Linked DNA regions of Mus musculus: region 1 is linked to region 2. Evidence: chromatin contacts called from public ChIA-PET data. All regions are on one chromosome and are shown on one strand. Each heading gives the region's core, a stretch centred on a gene start, on an enhancer-like site or on the middle of the called end of the contact. The rest is flanking DNA. Distances are from core to core; before and after follow the strand shown. Region 1 holds the start of Txndc15 (thioredoxin domain containing 15). Region 2 holds the start of Hk3 (hexokinase 3).

What was found. ChIA-PET counts read pairs in DNA pulled down with a chosen protein or histone mark.
Region 1: an RNA polymerase II ChIA-PET map of memory CD8 T cells shows a contact between it and region 2, with 8 read pairs. The contact joins the promoter of Txndc15 here to the promoter of Hk3 in region 2. A contact is called at or near these places in 1 of 39 promoter capture datasets (neutrophils), 1 of 115 datasets of contacts at active chromatin or transcription factors (memory CD8 T cells) and 1 of 9 other capture datasets (liver).

What each region holds. Positions count from the first base shown.
Region 1 is chr13:55,713,258-55,715,957 of GRCm38.p6, forward strand. Txndc15 (thioredoxin domain containing 15) reads left to right here and starts at 1,393. Exons shown (of 5, transcript NM_175150.3): 1 at 1,393-1,587. The coding sequence starts at 1,521.
Region 2 is chr13:55,019,972-55,022,671 of GRCm38.p6, forward strand. It overlaps Hk3 (hexokinase 3), which reads right to left and starts at 1,414. Exons shown (of 19, transcript NM_001033245.4): 1 at 1,175-1,414.

The DNA.
Region 1 (2,700 bases), core at 143-2,642, 690 kb after region 2:
TCCTACAGCCCCACCATATGGAGGCATTTTCTCAGTTGAGGTTCCCTCCTCAGATGACCGTAATTTCCCATTTTGTCAAGATTGTAGTAAAAATTAAACTTTTATTAAAATTTTTTATTTAAATAAAAATTATTTACATTTTATGTTTCTGGGTGCTTTGCTTGCTTGTATATATGTGTGCACAGTATGGTACTGATGGAGGCAGTACTGGATCCTAGGAGCTGGAGGTGAAGAAGGCTGTGAGCTGCCATGTGGGTGCTGGAGATCAAACCCTGGTCCTGTGTTCTTAATGAGTGAGTCACTCCTCCAGGCTCAGGCTCTGAGCTTTAAATGCCAGACACTTACAGGACTTAAGTACTCAGGTTAGAGGCACATGCTTTGGAGTTTGAGTGACAGTGGACTAGTACCCAGCTACTAAGTTACTAAGTATTACAGCGTCTTGACTCAGATTGCCAAGACCTTTGGTTCATAACCCTTGGCCTTCTTCGAGAGCAGTATGTACTCTTAATCTCAAAGTTATCTTCCCCTCTCCCCTCCCCCTTTCTGCTCTCATCTCTTCAACTCCCTTCCCCTCCACTCTTTTCTCCTTCCTTTTCCCACCTCTCATTTTTGAGACAAGGTCTCATTCTGAAGCCCAGGCCAGTTCTGGAATTCATGATGTAGCCCAGACTGGCTTGGAACCCACAGTAATTCTCCTGCCAGAAGAGGGCATCAGATCTCATTATGGATGGTTGTGAGCCACCATGTGGTTGCTGGGATTTGAATTCAGGACCTCTTGAAGAGCAGTCATTGCTCTTAACTGCTGAGCCATCTCTCCAGCCCCCCTAAGTGTCATTATCTTAGGAGTCCCAGTGTTAAAACCAACCAACCAATTTGCCAGAAGTAGCAAATTATAGGATAGACAGTTACATACACACATACAGCAGTTATGCGAAGTTCAAATTTTTTTTTTTTTTTTAAAACTTCAGTCTTCGGACCTTCGGAAGAGCAGTCGGGTGCTCTTACCCACTGAGCCATCTCACCAGCCCGCGAAGTTCAAATTTAACTGGATCTATCCTCTGTCTGGCAACACAAGCTAGTGCAACATGCTGAAGTAATACATCAGACTATCTGTGATTTCCCAAGGTTCTGTCCCTCCTCCATTGTGCACAAGTTTCTTGGCCTTTTTGTCTCTTGAAATGAAAGGTATTAACTCCGCACACAGGTTCAGTACGTGTCGCAAGCAGCGAGGAGTTCTCATGGGAATGGCTATTGATGGCTGCTCGAATCCTACTTTGATACTTGTTCCCCAAAAGCGGCTTCCAGTACAGGTCGCACAGGCCTGGCTAGAGGCCGACCGCCCGACTCCAAGATGGCGTCTGCAGCGTCGGCCAGGAGTCAAGATGGCGGCCCGCGGCCACGCCTGCGCTCTGGGCTCTCCTCCCCGTAGTCTCCCTGGGGCGGGGGGTGCGACTCCGGTTGCCGGTGCGCCGATTTTCTTCCACCGCGGTGGCTGTCGCCGCGGCTCCCTGTCGCGCGCCATGCAACTCCTCTGCTGGTGGCAAGTCCTGCTGTGGGTGCTGGGCCTTCCGGCCCACGGCCTGGAGGGTGAGTGCGGATCGGGGTCCGGCGAAGGCGGCTGCGTGGGGCGACGCGCTGCCACCCGCGGGCGGTGCGGGACGGTGCGTGGCGGTGGGGGTGCTGGGCGGCGGAGGCCGAGCCTGCCCAGGCCCCTCGGCGGGCCTGGCCCGATACCCTCTGCGATGCGCACTTTATGATCAGCCGTCAAACGCAGACACCTGACTTTTGTTGTGTCCTGATTAGAATCCCAGAGCTCAGATCTCCTCCAGTCCTTCCAGCCGCCGCGGGAGACTGCTTCCGTTAATACCTTCATTTCACAGGCTGGAGACGAGGAGGCTCGGAGGGAATAAGCTATTTGCCTGTTCGCACTTAGTAGTAATATCAGAGCCTGAGGTCTCTCCGACTTCAAAGTTCACGCTGGAGTTCGCTCTTGCTGGGCCACTGTTTGAAAGTGGCCACTCTAGATTAGTTGGGATCTGTCTGAAGAAAACACCAAAAACCAACATCAGATTCCTGGGGCCCGTGTTTATGTGGGGACCCCTTTAAGTGGGTAAAGGAGCCACTCTGTGCTAGAGTGGGGAGCAGAGAGAGGCCTTCTTAGTTCATGGCTCTTTTATCCACTCCTATTAAAAGACCATTTCTTTCTTTCTTTTCTTTTGGATTCATTTATTTATTTTTAGTTGATTAGTTAGTATTTTTTTGAGACAATGTTTCTCTCTGGAACCTGGCTGTCCTAGAAATTACTCTGTAGGCCAGAGATCAAGAGATCTGCTTGTCTCTGCCTCCCGAGTGCTGGGATTAAATTCCACCACTGCCTGATTTACATCAAACATTTTTTGTTGCTATTGTCCTTTGTTTTGAGACAGCTCAGACCGACCCCCCCTCCCCCCAATCCTCCTGCCTGCCTAGGGCTGTTTCCATTTAGGGATGCCCAACCTGGAACTGAGACTCAGGACCTAAATCCTCTTTCAATATTATGCAGCCATAGATGAGGGCCTGAGATGGAAGCCAGTGTCTGTCAGATCTCACAGCCAAAAATTGAAATTTTCAATCTATTTAATCACTAGCCTTTAAAATGAAGATGTAAGTGGGGCAGTGGTGGTGCACACCTTTAATCCCAGCATTTGGGAGGCAGAGGCA
Region 2 (2,700 bases), core at 164-2,663:
GGCAGATTCCTTTCTCCACTAGCCTTCCACAAATCTGCCCTCAACTTGGCCAGAAGCATCAAGAGTTTTGCTTAGAAGGGAACAGTCACTTAGCCCCTAGCTGGGGCTCTGAGAAAGAACTTTAATGCCTGTCCTCTCTTTCTTGTCCCCACAACTACTGACTATTCCAGGAGTCTCCTGATATTTCTGCTTCCGCAGGTTGAATCTAGCCCGGCTCACGCTGTCATGGCTCCTCCCACAGATGGAGCCAAACTCTGTGGTACTACTGCAGGATCCTCATTTGCCCTCACCCCAAGCTTCCTCTTGCTACTCCTTGAGCTTCTGAACTCCACACATGCTGACTCCCTGTCATCTGCTTTTTAGTTTTCACTTAAGTTGGTCCCCATTTCTGAAGGGCTAGCCTCATAACCTTGTGATGTCTGAGTCACCTCTGCACTTCAATTCCGGGACAGGGTTGGGCAAATTTAGACCTGGTGCTCGTGCCTGTAAACATAGCACTTGGTTGACTGAGGCAGGAGTATCAGGAGTTTGAGGACAACCTGGGCCACATAGTGAGACCCTGTCTCAAAAGGAGGCAGTAGATTTGGTAAAGCAAGAAATTTGTTTCTGACAACTCTCCCCTAAATTATATGTGTGTGTGTGTGTGTGTGTGTGTGTGTGTGTGTGTGTATCACCACTTAGTTTCCAATCTGTCAGAAGAGAACATACATTCCAGTAGTCTGTTAAAGGATAAAATAAGGTAACTGACGCAACTATCTTCGTTCAAGGCCCAGCTAACACAATCATTCACATACTTACCTGCTCGCACACTCAACATTTACTCCGCACGTGCCAGACGATGAGGTTTCCTGCAAGGAACCCTAGGATTTAAACTCTAGGTTCATACATTTGGACCTCTCTCTTCTTCCAGTGAGGGGCATGTCTCCATTCCACTGTCACCAGAAACAAGTCGAAAGTCTACACATGTTTGAATTAAGAGCTTCTTGACTTTTCTCATCTGAATCAGACATGGTTCCAAAGTGCTGCTTTTGAATGGTATTCTAGAGACCGGTCCTGAGGCTGGGCACCACCGTCACCAGTGAGAACTCATAGCACAGTCTTGCTAACCTCCATTAGCCATAGGATAAGCCGAGGGCTTGAGACGAGGCCTGCAGGAATTAGAGGAAGTGCTTACCTGGGAGATTCAGAAGTTGATCACCTTCCTCGGGGGCTCAGCTCTTCTCCCAAATATGACCACAGTGATACTGGACTAAACTCAAAAGTGAAAACTCTGGGTCAGCTCCCCAAGCTCCACCTTCCTCTGTAGCCACTTAACCGAAATCTGCTAATTCAGGAAAGGGCACTTCCCTACAAATCTGCTCTCAACGGAGCCCAGAATGGGCAGGGCCATGGTACAAACAAGCCAGATGACCACAGGAAGTTGAAGGCCCAACGAGGTTAAGAACTCCAAAATATTCTCTCAGCAGCGCTAGGAGCGCTGTTCGTGTTATACACAAAGTTTTCAAGTGCCAAGTTCCTTGGAAAGAAGCGGAGACCAGCCTAGAAATTTGTGGTTGAACTAGGCAACGTGTCAAAATGTAGTAAGCAGAACTGTGTAAGAAGCAATGTAGGAGCCTAAGAGGAAGGGCCATCATGACTGCAGGAGAGTGGGCAGGGCAAGTTGGTGAAGTCCTTTCACAAAGAAGAGAGCATGTATGCAGTCAAGAGTCGTGCGTGCGTGTGTGTGTGTGTGTGTGTGTGTGTGATAGAATCAGGTATAGCTCTCAGGACCTAATGAGAATGCCCGTAGTTGAGATACATGGCGGAAGAAGTAACTGCCAGGCCGAGAAGTCTAAAGAGTCCGTAAGGCAAGATGGGGCAAGAGGTTTGCCTGGGGGTCTTCTCTTGTGGAAGATAGAGTTCTTAAGCTTCTGTGGAGCTACTCTACTGGCCACTACACTGCTTTTCCACTTAACTGTTTTCCTGAAATACAGTCTTGGGGAACTAAGCATGTGTGTGTGTGTGTGTGTGTGTGTGTGTGTGTGTGTGTGTGTGTTCAGCTACCCCCAATATATCAACTAAAGAAATGAATAATAATGAAAAGCAGTGTGTGTTTGGAAGAGGGACAGATAAAGGGGTCCAGTGACCTCCAGGACTCTCTGCAGGGTACTTAGAAGAGCTTTATGCTCAAACAGTGAAGGAGTGGGGCAGAGTCAAGAGATACACATAAGTTAGCAGTATTGATCCAGGTGTGCTTCCACCCCCTCACTCTCAGCTCTTATCCTGCAAGGTAGTCTGACAAGCTCTTCTGTCATCCAAAGGAGGCCAGTCTGGATACCACACTTGTCATTTGAGAGGAAAGTGCTATCCTGCGAGACTTTGCTGGTCCCAGAATACAAAATGACTGAGGTTTAGGACGTGACCTAACTTTGTGCCTTCAGCCTTGAAGGAAGAGATGGGTCAGAGAGACAGGCACTCCCTGAGTAATTAGCATGTCCATGCAGAGCAAGCTGTAGTCAGACACAATGCCTAACAAAAGCAGCTTCTAAGTGCCTGTTAGAACTCAGGCAAATTGGTGGGCACAAGACTGCTATTTAGCAGTCATGCTATTATTCAGTTAGTGAAGGCCTCCACAGGACACAGGCGAGCAGAGGTGGCTCCTGTAGCAGCTTTGATGTGATCTGACCTATAAACACGGCAAATACAGCCCTACCTGCAGTT